Linked DNA regions of Capra hircus: region 1 is linked to region 2. The links are chromatin contacts, called in public Hi-C maps. All regions are on one chromosome and are shown on one strand. Each heading gives the region's core, a stretch centred on a gene start, on an enhancer-like site or on the middle of the called end of the contact. The rest is flanking DNA. Distances are from core to core; before and after follow the strand shown.

Region 1 (4,736 bases), core at 689-3,188, 140 kb before region 2:
AATGAGAAGTCTGGAAACGCCTGACACGTTCAAGACTCTTGTAAATGGTACAGTCAAGAAAGGCTAAGAGGACAAGGAAAAGTCTGTCTTCCCCTTCACCACTGATAGATGGAGAACTAGAATTCAAAGTCAAGCGTGAAAGTCCCTGGGTCGTATCCGACTCTGCAAATTCTCTAGGCCAGAATACTGGAGTGAGTAGCCTTTTCCTTCTCCAGGGGATCTTTTCCAACCCATGGATTGAACCAGGGTCTCCTGCATTGCAGGCAGATTCTTTACCAACTGGGCTATCAGGGAAAGTCAAGATTTATCATATTTTCTGTATTTGGTTACCACAACCCACATGAGTATCTGAGCATTAAAAAGAAAAAAAAAGTTTTCTTGTAAAGACAAAAATTAGCAGGCCTAAGTTAGATCTCAATGTTTTCTGCTTCTGTACCTTTTAGAACTGCTTGAGAGGAAGCTACAATAGGGAAAAATGCGTGGTCCAAGCACCTTCACATGCAGTGAACAATGGAAATAAGACCAGAACAATATGCATACATTAAAGAGATCATAAGCATGAACAAGACACAATAAACACTGGGCTAAGAGATTCACATTCTCAAAAACTGAGACACCTATGTGCATGTCCACACACACACTTTTCAATCTGATGGCTGCTTAGAGGCATACGCTTAAAAATAGGCACATGCGCAACCTGCCGTTCAGATTCATGCAACAGGGAAAAGGTTAGCTTTAAGTTTAGAGGTGGGTACCAGAACCCAGCTCTCTGCTGGCTCCCACAATTCCTAAGTTAAAAAGTACAGTCTTTGAAAGAGAGAGATAGGGCCCTTCCTCATATATGGTACTGAGTAATAAACATTTGAATTCATAACATAAAATGTTGTTTTACCTCTTCCTCAATGACTGAAAGAACTAAAAAGGTATTATTCATAGACATCTGACTTACTCAGAGGCATGAGTTCCATTCATGAAGTGGCATTCAGGCTTTATAATAAATAGGAGGAAAAGCACTTTTCTGCTATCATTCAACAGAAGATAGCTTCTATCTGGAAAAATCTGGAAGTCATTCAGCACAGAATAAACTATGACAGGGAAAGAGGCCTTAAACTAAGCTTTTTTGTAAAAATGCAGCAAATTCATAATTGTATGTCAGATTTTTTTCCCAAATACCTTTTTAATAAGAGTAATAACACTTGTCATTTGGATATAACTTTACAATCTACCAAGTGCTTAAAATGCTTTCACATAAACGTATCATTTCATTTGAATCTCACAACACATTCAATGATGTACACAAGGCAGGGTTCATGAGTTTCATTTTTAAGATGAAATAACTCCAGCATGAGACATCAGCTAACTGCCCAAAGCCACAGAGCTGAGAAACAATGCAGACAAGTTTTTACATGGTAAAAGGAGGCATAAAAAGGAGAGAAGCTTTCAGACAATGCAGCTGGGTCCCTGACAGATCTAGAAATGTAGAATTCTTTACTTCATATTTGTATCTTAAAAGGTAAATATATTCTTATTTAGAAATCAACTGCCATCCAGACAGCAATTTCTTTTAATCCTTTAGGAAGCCAGATACATAACACTGTGCCAGGTGGCATGAGCTGCTTTGATTTCCTTGGGTTTAAGTTTGGCCACAAGAGAGCAGGGTCCAAGGGATTAATTCCAAATGATTTAAAACCACTCTAATTTTCTGTGACTTTGGTCCTTGGCTCAAGATATTTTTTTGTTCCAGGATAACTCCTGGAATGAGCCAGATATTCTTTGAGAATCCTTTAACTCAGAATCAAAGGGGAACCCCAGGGAAGCGTAAAATAATCTCTCGCCACTCCTCCACCATTTCTGCCCAGAGTGTCACATCTTCAGAACTAAGCCCGCTCCTTCTAATCCAACTTCTAATTGCCTCCCTCCTCATGGGAGTCTCAGGCATCCCTACAAGGCTGCCTTAAGAGACGTGGGCTCCTTCGTAAGCCTGTATGCATCCTAGTAGTCATGGACAGAATTCATGGAATATCTATGGTCAAACTCTATAGAAGAAAACTTGAGGTCATGAAATCAGTTTGCTCATACTTAAATGAATGAACATATATACATATACATCCCATAAAATATACCTTCATTCTCTTAAAGCATTTTTCATTATGTGAACTTTTTGTGTATGTGTGATTTTATGCTTCAGAGCCATATGCTTCCCCTAGTCATAATTTCTGTTTTAAAGTTCCTTTAATCACTTGATATATAATTTGTGAAATTTTCATTACATATATATATATTTAAATCTTTGTATCCATGAATCTAGCCCTTATTTGAAGTTAATTTGCTTCAGGCAATTTGGTAATCTATTTCTGATCCCACGTAAATCAACAAACTGAGGAAAGCAAATATCAGAAGGGCCATGGATCCGTAAAGCTGTATTAAATAAAAAGGTGGTCAGGCATTTTCTTAAGGGAGAAAATGACAAAAAATTCATTACTTTAATAAAAACAACAACAAGAACTAGGCCTGAGCCAAAGACAGCAATTTCATGTTAAAAAAGCAAATAGCTTTTTTAACTATGTCTGTCATAACACTCTCTGTCATACCTGCTTTCAAATATAAAAATAAAGCTGCTAAACAGTCCTGAAGAGAATGGGTAACTGCAGATTATTTGAACATCTCTGAACTTCAGCCTCAGCTACAGAAGAATAACTGTCCTTATCCTTTTTATCTTACACAGTCGTGAGAAGGTGAGAATGCTTTGAAATTTCCGCAAATGTGAAAGTGACTTACTGATGAAATGTTGACAAGTCAGTCACTTCTAATTTGTCCTTCCTAAACTAGCCACAGTCAGATATAAACCTAGCTTAAAGACCTATATTAAGGTTCAAACCTGGGGTAGTATTCATGCTAGCCCGAATTTTTACAAACTTAGCCAACTGGCTTAGCCAATTAATAAATACAGTTAAGTTTAAAAAGACATTTTAGGAAAAAGAAAGAAATACATTACCTGATCCAGAACCTGATGTTGTCATGTCGTAAATTAAATCTTTTAACGTTGTACCCTCTGAAATAAAAGGGCGATCTAACGAGGGATCCTCTTCATTTGGCACTCGATGGTGAATGACAGTGCGGTTATGGCAGATATAGACCATCAGCATGAGTGAGATACAGACAAAGCAGACTGGTCCAGCAATGACAGCTGCCAGTTCAACAGGACCGAGGCCAGACGACGGCTTTCCTGTAAAAGGGCCTCAAATGGAATAAACAACACAATAACACTATAGGCGGCATCCACAGTTTCCTCATCCTCCACATTTCCTGCAGTTGGTCACTACCATTAGTCCCAGCCTCATTACAGCAGCTCATGGGGCTCAAGCCCATAACCAGTGAAGCACTTCATCCTCTCCCACTGGCTCTCCTTTTATGATCACTAGCTCTGTCAACATCCACTTAGTCTTCCTGTAGTCTTGAGCCTAAATAACAAGGTCAGGTACTGCAAACATTGTACACCCATTCCCCGCCTTCCATCACTCTCAGATTACTAATAAAAGAACCAATAATCCGGAACAACTCTCATTAAATATTTCTTGAGTCACTGTCTTTTCTTTAAAAAGCAGTTTGGCTTATCTTATTCCAAGGCCAGTATATGCTCATAGCAAGAAAAAATTAAGAATTATATATACAGATAAGCAAAAGTTAAATTTATCTACAGCCTCACAATCCCCCTAAAATTCATCTTTGCATGTTCTGTGTATCTATATACCTCCATCAATTTTTTTTCCATGCAAAAATATACCCTGTTTTTTTAATAGAGTTTGCACGTGTATACTTTCCAGTTTATTTTAATCACTGAGCCTTTTAATTCAAGATCATTTTTTTATAATTTAACAACAATTTGCATTGCTTCAGAAACACATTAATTATGACTATTTAGGCATTCATTCTGACACTTGCTGGTTCATAGCCCACCACCATTTCCTTCACATCACATCTTTATCATATTGAGATCTTTATTGGACTGATTTCTTAGAACGAATCCTATCTTTCAGGAGTACATGACTGCGTACACACTGAATACTTGATTATCTAAAGTTAGCTGTTGCCTTTACATATGAAAAATCTTGGCTCATCTAAAGAATTTTGGGTAACAAGCAATATATGATATTTCATTGCCTTCTGGGTTTTTTTTTTGGTTTTTTTTTTAAAGCAAAATAATTTGAACTTTTTCCTTTTATAGGTAACCAGTGTTCACTTGTGCTGAATGTGTACACAGTTTTCCTTTATTCTTGAAAATTGATGGATTTTTCATTATATATATTTGGTTAAGTAAGTCTTCATTAATTTTACATAGTATTCTCTTTTCTGTCCATCCTTTTGCCTTTTTCTGGTTTTACAGTAAGCACACTGGATCACCTAGATCTGTCCTCTATCTCTTAATTTGCTCACCAACTGTCTTTTTTCTGAACTGTAACAGTTTCTCAAGCTTGTCTTGCCTTAAGCTTGTCTCACACTTGATTATAAAATTACAGTATCCAGTCTGCTGTTCACTTTCAATACTGCATTTTTTAAAATAATGTATCAATTGAGCTTTTCATCTGAAAGCAATCTTCAACAACTGTGAAATGTTCTCATTTCACCGTGAACAACTGACAACAGACCTTGGACTCTCTGAAAGTTCTTCCCTATCATATGGTAAGTCTGTTTCATAGGATGACATCTACTCTCATTTATCCAGTTCAGTTCACTTC
Region 2 (5,313 bases), core at 1,539-4,038:
CTGCTGATAGCTTTCTGTCTTCTCCATCTGATCCAGTGAAAGCTTTTCCTCCAGCTCGTCCCCTCTCCTACCGAGGACAGGAGAGGAAGCCCCTTTCCGGTGGGATGCTGCAAGCGTGCAGAATGTGCGGTTCTACAGTGGGTATGTGACTCAGGCCTCTCATCCAGAGGTTTGTTTCTAAGCAGTGTTCCGAGGGCTCAAGGAACAGGTTGGGGCTCAGGGACTCCAGGACAGGGGTGGAGAGGTTTCTACCCAGAAGCCTGCTTAAACCAGCCCAGTGCTGCCATGTAAAGCAGTAAAGCCCAGGCTTCCACATGGCCATTTTGGGAATTAGCTTCAGGAGGATTCTGCTTCAGGAAAAAAAAAAAAAAAAACAACACACCCATCTAGCCAACCTCCTTATTTTATAGACAGGGAAATAATGGTCAAGGAGAGAGTTTCATGACCAGGACACACATCCAGGAAGTAACAGGTGGAGCAGTGAAGCAAGAATGGGCAGAGGGGAGATGTGATTCTGCCTTGGGGTGACTTGGAGTGGCAGGTGACCCGCAACTGGTGCCCCTCCATGACGCCTGTGCTGCCCTAGCCACGCTAGGCACAGGCCACTGGTGGGCCAGCTCGAGAGTGGACGGAAGAGGCAGCCTGTAGAGAACTGCCTTGGCGCTGGACAGAGTTGGGTTCAGATCCAGGCTATGCCAGTTACCAAGTGGGCAGCTTTTGGGCAGATAACTTACTGGTGATGTAGGAATGTCCCACCCATCTCATACATGGGGACAAAATGAGATAATGGAGGAAAAGTACAAGTGCTCAACAAATAGTAGAAACCGGTCTTCCGCTTGATCCAAAGGTGTAAGCTTAGTAAAAACCAAAGTCTGCAAAGAGATCTTTTCCTAATCCTACCTGCCCCCTGCTGCCCAGACCTCAGCTATGAGGGAGAGCCAGCGTGCAAGCAGCAGGCTGTAGGCCTTGCTTCCACTGGGTCAGCCACAGGGGGAGCCAAGCCACAGCCTAAATGAAGTCCAAGTCAGCCCCTGCTGTGCTCTCAGCAACCACCCCCTCCCTCCACACACACTGTCCCACAGCATGCTGTGGTACGGCAGGGAGTGACCCCTGGCCTGGAGTGACCCATGCTCAGGGCTGCGCCTGGGCCCACTGGCTCACTTCCCCTTGGCCTCTGGCAGGAGGGCCACCTGCTCAGGCAGCCACCAGGGAGGGGAGAGAAGCCAGGAAGCCAAGACAAACAGGCCCAGCAGCTAGGTCCATAGGCTTGTCCTGGGATGGCTCTCTGCTGGGTGGGAAGCGGGGGGATGGAGATCACAGCTGGTGGGAGGATGTTCCACCATCCTTGAGGGGCAAGACTGGAGGGGGTGGTGCTAATAGGGGACTGATCACAGAACTCTCTAGCCTCAGGAAGCTTGGGGCCTTTTGTGGGAGGGTGCCACACTTCTCCACAGATAACTGCCTATCTCAGAGGACATCTGACCTCAGTCTTAATCTTACTTCATTAATGCATAGGGATAGCTTCATTTCTGGGCTTCCCAGGTGGCACTAGTGGTAAAGAACTCACCTGCCAGTGCAGGAGATGCGGGAGATGTGGGTTCGATCCCTGGGTCGGGAAGATCCCCTAGAGGAGGGCATGGCAACCCACTCCAGTATGCTTGCCTGGAGAATCCCATGGAAAGAGGAGCCTAGTGAGCAATGGTCCATAGGGTTGCAAAGAGTCAGATACGACTCAAGCGACTTGGCACACACACTCGCAGCTTCGTTTCAATGGGGTTTTTTCAACCCACTTTTCCATTCGTGAATTTGATAACATTTGTGAAACCCCCACATCATGCCTTGTGTGCCCCTGGGGATGTGGAACTGAAACCAGCATGCAGGCTCTCAAGGAGTTCCTGATCTAGATGTCTCTGTTAGCAGAGACAAACTCCAGAGCCTTCAATGGCTCCCCAGCACCCTCAGAATCAAGTCAAAATTCCACTCAAGACACCTTGATCCATCTCTTCATTCTCCCCCTTTTTCTGTTCTTGCCTTTGCTCACTCTGTCCCTTCTATTGGTAACACCTTCCCCTATTTTCTCACAGCTGAATCTTTCTAAGCTCACTCAGCTGCACCCCAAGACCCCGGAGCTTCACTTCTACACTATACACAGAGCCACAGGCACGATTCCCCAATTCAAATAGCCACACGAGAGCTTGGCAGAGAGCAGGCACTCAGAGCTGTGGCCTGAGGAAGGGGACAGACAGGTACAACTGGGCCTCACTCTTCTCAAGTCTTTGGTGTGGGCACCGGAGTACAGCTTTGCAGCAGCCCCTCCCGAGGGCACAGGGAAGAGGAATCAGATGGCTTTAGAGGCGGACTGGGCAGAGGAAAATCTGAACAGTCACCACGTGGTGCAACTTTCCTCCCAGGGGTCCAAAGCTAGCTTCCATGGAAACTGGGACAGAATTCTAGTGATGAAGAAACAAACAGGGCAGGGTTCAGGCTTTCCACAGAGATGACAGTGACCAGAGGCCAGAGGAGGTGAAGAACTGGAACCCTTCCTTCTCCGCCTCTCCAGGATAGCTAACACCTCTCTTCCCCAAGCAGACCTCAGTTTCTCCTTCTGTGTAATGGGCAATCAGCCTTTCCATCTGTGGGGTCCTGAAGCAGTGCCTGGGGTTAGCCTGGGCTAAGGAACTTTGCCTCCGTAGGGAACTGCATCTGGCTTTACAAAGCTCCATCTTCATCTCACAGATGAGTATCTGGGACCTGAGCCCAGTGCTCGTGCTTGTCAGCCACAAGGGACTGGGGAGCATTCCTCTGGCTCTAGGTCAAAGAGGGCTGCAGAGAGCCAGACAGGGAGGATGAGGACACTTCGGGAACGCGCGCGGCAGCGGCCCCTGGTGGCCAGACAAAGAACTGCACCCATGAAACGCAAGAAAGGCTTCCTGGGCTGTAGCTGAGAGGGACACTGTCTGCGCCTAGGGAAACTGGGAGAATGCGGCCCCAACAACAGACTCAGGAGAGCAGGCCTGAGGTCAGCGGGGAACTGTGGACAAGCCAGGACTAGAACCCAGGTGCCTCTGCCCCTTTCCTACCCCGGCTGTCTGAGAAGGCAAAGGTGTTCCCCTCCCTACATCCCATTTCCACCTGCAGCTGTGAAGACTACAGAACACTTCAGTCAGCTTAAACAGCAACTCACTGACTCCTCCCGCTCCCACTGGGGCAGGCACGGGGTCCAGATGACCCTGGGTTTCTGGAGCCAGCAGGCTAAGTATGCATAGTTAAAGTGCGCGTGACTGCCCTGGAGGCCCCAGCAGGGCATCTCTCTCCTGGATTTCCCTGCACTCAGAGGGGAGATCCCCAATGCCTCCTATGCTGCCTGCTGCGAGTTCACCAAGCCACAGACTTGATGCAGAAAATGTGCAGCTCACCATCTGGAGAAGGAGCTTCCTCCACCACATCCCCTTCTCACAACGAAAGTCCATCCGGTTACTGCTTGCATATGTCCACTGTCCAGGAGCTCATCCCCCACTCCAGGGCAACCACGGCCACTGCTGGGCAAATCGAAGTCAGTAAGCTGAGGCATGTCCCCCTGTAGCTTCCAGTAAGCTGAGGCATGTCCCCCTGTGGCCCCCACCCGCCTGGCTGGGCCTAACTCTGCCCTCTGGACCACACACGAGTCAGCCTGGACTTCCACACCATGGCCTCTTGGACATTATACAGGGTGGGACCCTGGCCTGTGAGACACTCTTGCCACCAGCCCAATGTGGCGGTCTCCTTTCTCTCTGAGCCTCAGGTTCCTCATCTGTGAAATGAAAGGCTTGCATCAGATGGCTTCCAAAGGCCCTTGCCAGGTCTGAATGTCTCCAATTTTGCATCCTCCTCTCCCATCTGTTTTCCAGTTTCTCTAACCACTCTTAACTGCCGGTTCCTTCAGCCTACAGCCTTCGGGCCTGGAAGGAATGACTCCAAAAGGGACCAGCACAAATCCAGCCCTCCCCTCACAGATGTCCTTGCTTTTGGGCAGTGCAACCTGGCCAGAGGCGGTGAGCACTGTGCCCAGGAAAATGTCATGGCTCTGCCTGGGAGGAAACATCACCCCACCCAGCCTGGAGGCCCCGAGGCACCTAGCTCTACCTGACTCCCTTCCCAAGGAAAACGAGTGCAACAGAATTCCTGCTGCAGGGGCTCTATCTGCACCCAGCAAAGATTCAAGAGGTTCTTAGAAAAACCTACCACCCAATGCGTTTCTTAGAAAAAAGAAGTGTTTCCCTGCCAGGGAAAAAAATCCTGGATCAACTTAGAAGGGAGACCTGGGCTTGCCAACAATCAAAGACCTCATTTTTCTGAATTACAGAAGAGCATTTTTCTACATGTAAACTTAGAACGCCTCTTTCCCTTTTCCGGTTTTCATATATAGTGCAAGAATTTTCCTGCTCAATGAAGTTACTGTATGAGCTTTCCTTTCTCTCGCACGCGCTCCGTCTCTTTCTTTCAGGCCTGACCTCAACTGAGAAAAGGATGGTTTTGAAGGGGCCCGGAGGTGGTCAGAGACCTAGCTGGGTGTGGGCTCTGCAGCCTGGCTGCCCTGCCTGGCAGCTGGAAGGAGCTGGGTCCAGCTGGCAGCCCCAGCAGGAATAAGTCTGTACCCAGCAGCATCCCCTGTGGTTTCTGAAGCATCCTCTCATCTGTTCCCTCTGCCAGAAGGGAGGCAAGATGGGGGTCATTCTCCCATTTGGCAAAGGAAGGAATCAAGCCCCAAAGAGGGGAAGTAATTCACCTGAAGCCGCAGTGCAGAAGCCAAGCTATTATAGTCCACTGCCTCCTGGCTTCCTCCAGGGCCTTCCATCCGTGTCCCCACAGTCCCTGACCATACCTCCACCTCAACACACTCCTCTCTGCATTCTGGTGGTTAGTTCCCTTCCTTCCCTGATATGCATAGACATGGGCTCCTGGGCATGGACCATGCAGACCCATCTCTTGGTCCCCAGTACCAGCACAGTCCGGCAAGGGTGACCCATAAAGGGATGAAAAGAAACAATAAGATCTGTGGCTAAGATTTATTGTGGGCGTGCTGCATGACAGGCACTATTCAAAGAGCTTTCCATCATTTCTTCACCCTTGTTTCTTTATGAAGTAGATAATATTATTAACCTCATTTTACAAGACAGAAAACTGAGGCTTGGAAAAGTCAATTACTGCCCCCAAGGCCATGAAAATAATGAGCAACTGGAGTCAGGATTCAAATCTGACTATGTAGTATGATGTGGTATGAAGGTCCCAGCCCTAACCACTCATCAGAGTCACCCAAGGAGCTTCTGAAAAGAC

Evidence for each region. Hi-C and Micro-C count contacts between places; a contact is called where the count stands out from the background.
Region 1: a Hi-C map of blood shows a contact between it and region 2, with 4 times the contacts expected there. The contact joins two enhancer-like sites. A contact is called at or near these places in 3 of 5 Hi-C or Micro-C datasets (blood and liver).

What each region holds. Positions count from the first base shown.
Region 1 is chr8:63,793,558-63,798,293 of ARS1.2, reverse strand. It overlaps TGFBR1 (TGF-beta receptor type-1), which reads right to left. Exons shown (of 9, transcript XM_018052234.1): 3 at 2,996-3,226. Among named protein-coding and RNA genes, the nearest start is that of TGFBR1, 37 kb to the right of the region's middle. Within about 2 kb of position 1,938, at least 1 of the 5 cell types and tissues checked has an H3K27ac peak or open chromatin away from gene starts, as enhancers often do.
Region 2 is chr8:63,650,671-63,655,983 of ARS1.2, reverse strand. All of the region lies in intron 3 of COL15A1 (collagen alpha-1(XV) chain), which reads right to left. Among named protein-coding and RNA genes, the nearest start is that of COL15A1, 26 kb to the right of the region's middle. Within about 2 kb of position 2,788, at least 4 of the 5 cell types and tissues checked have an H3K27ac peak or open chromatin away from gene starts, as enhancers often do.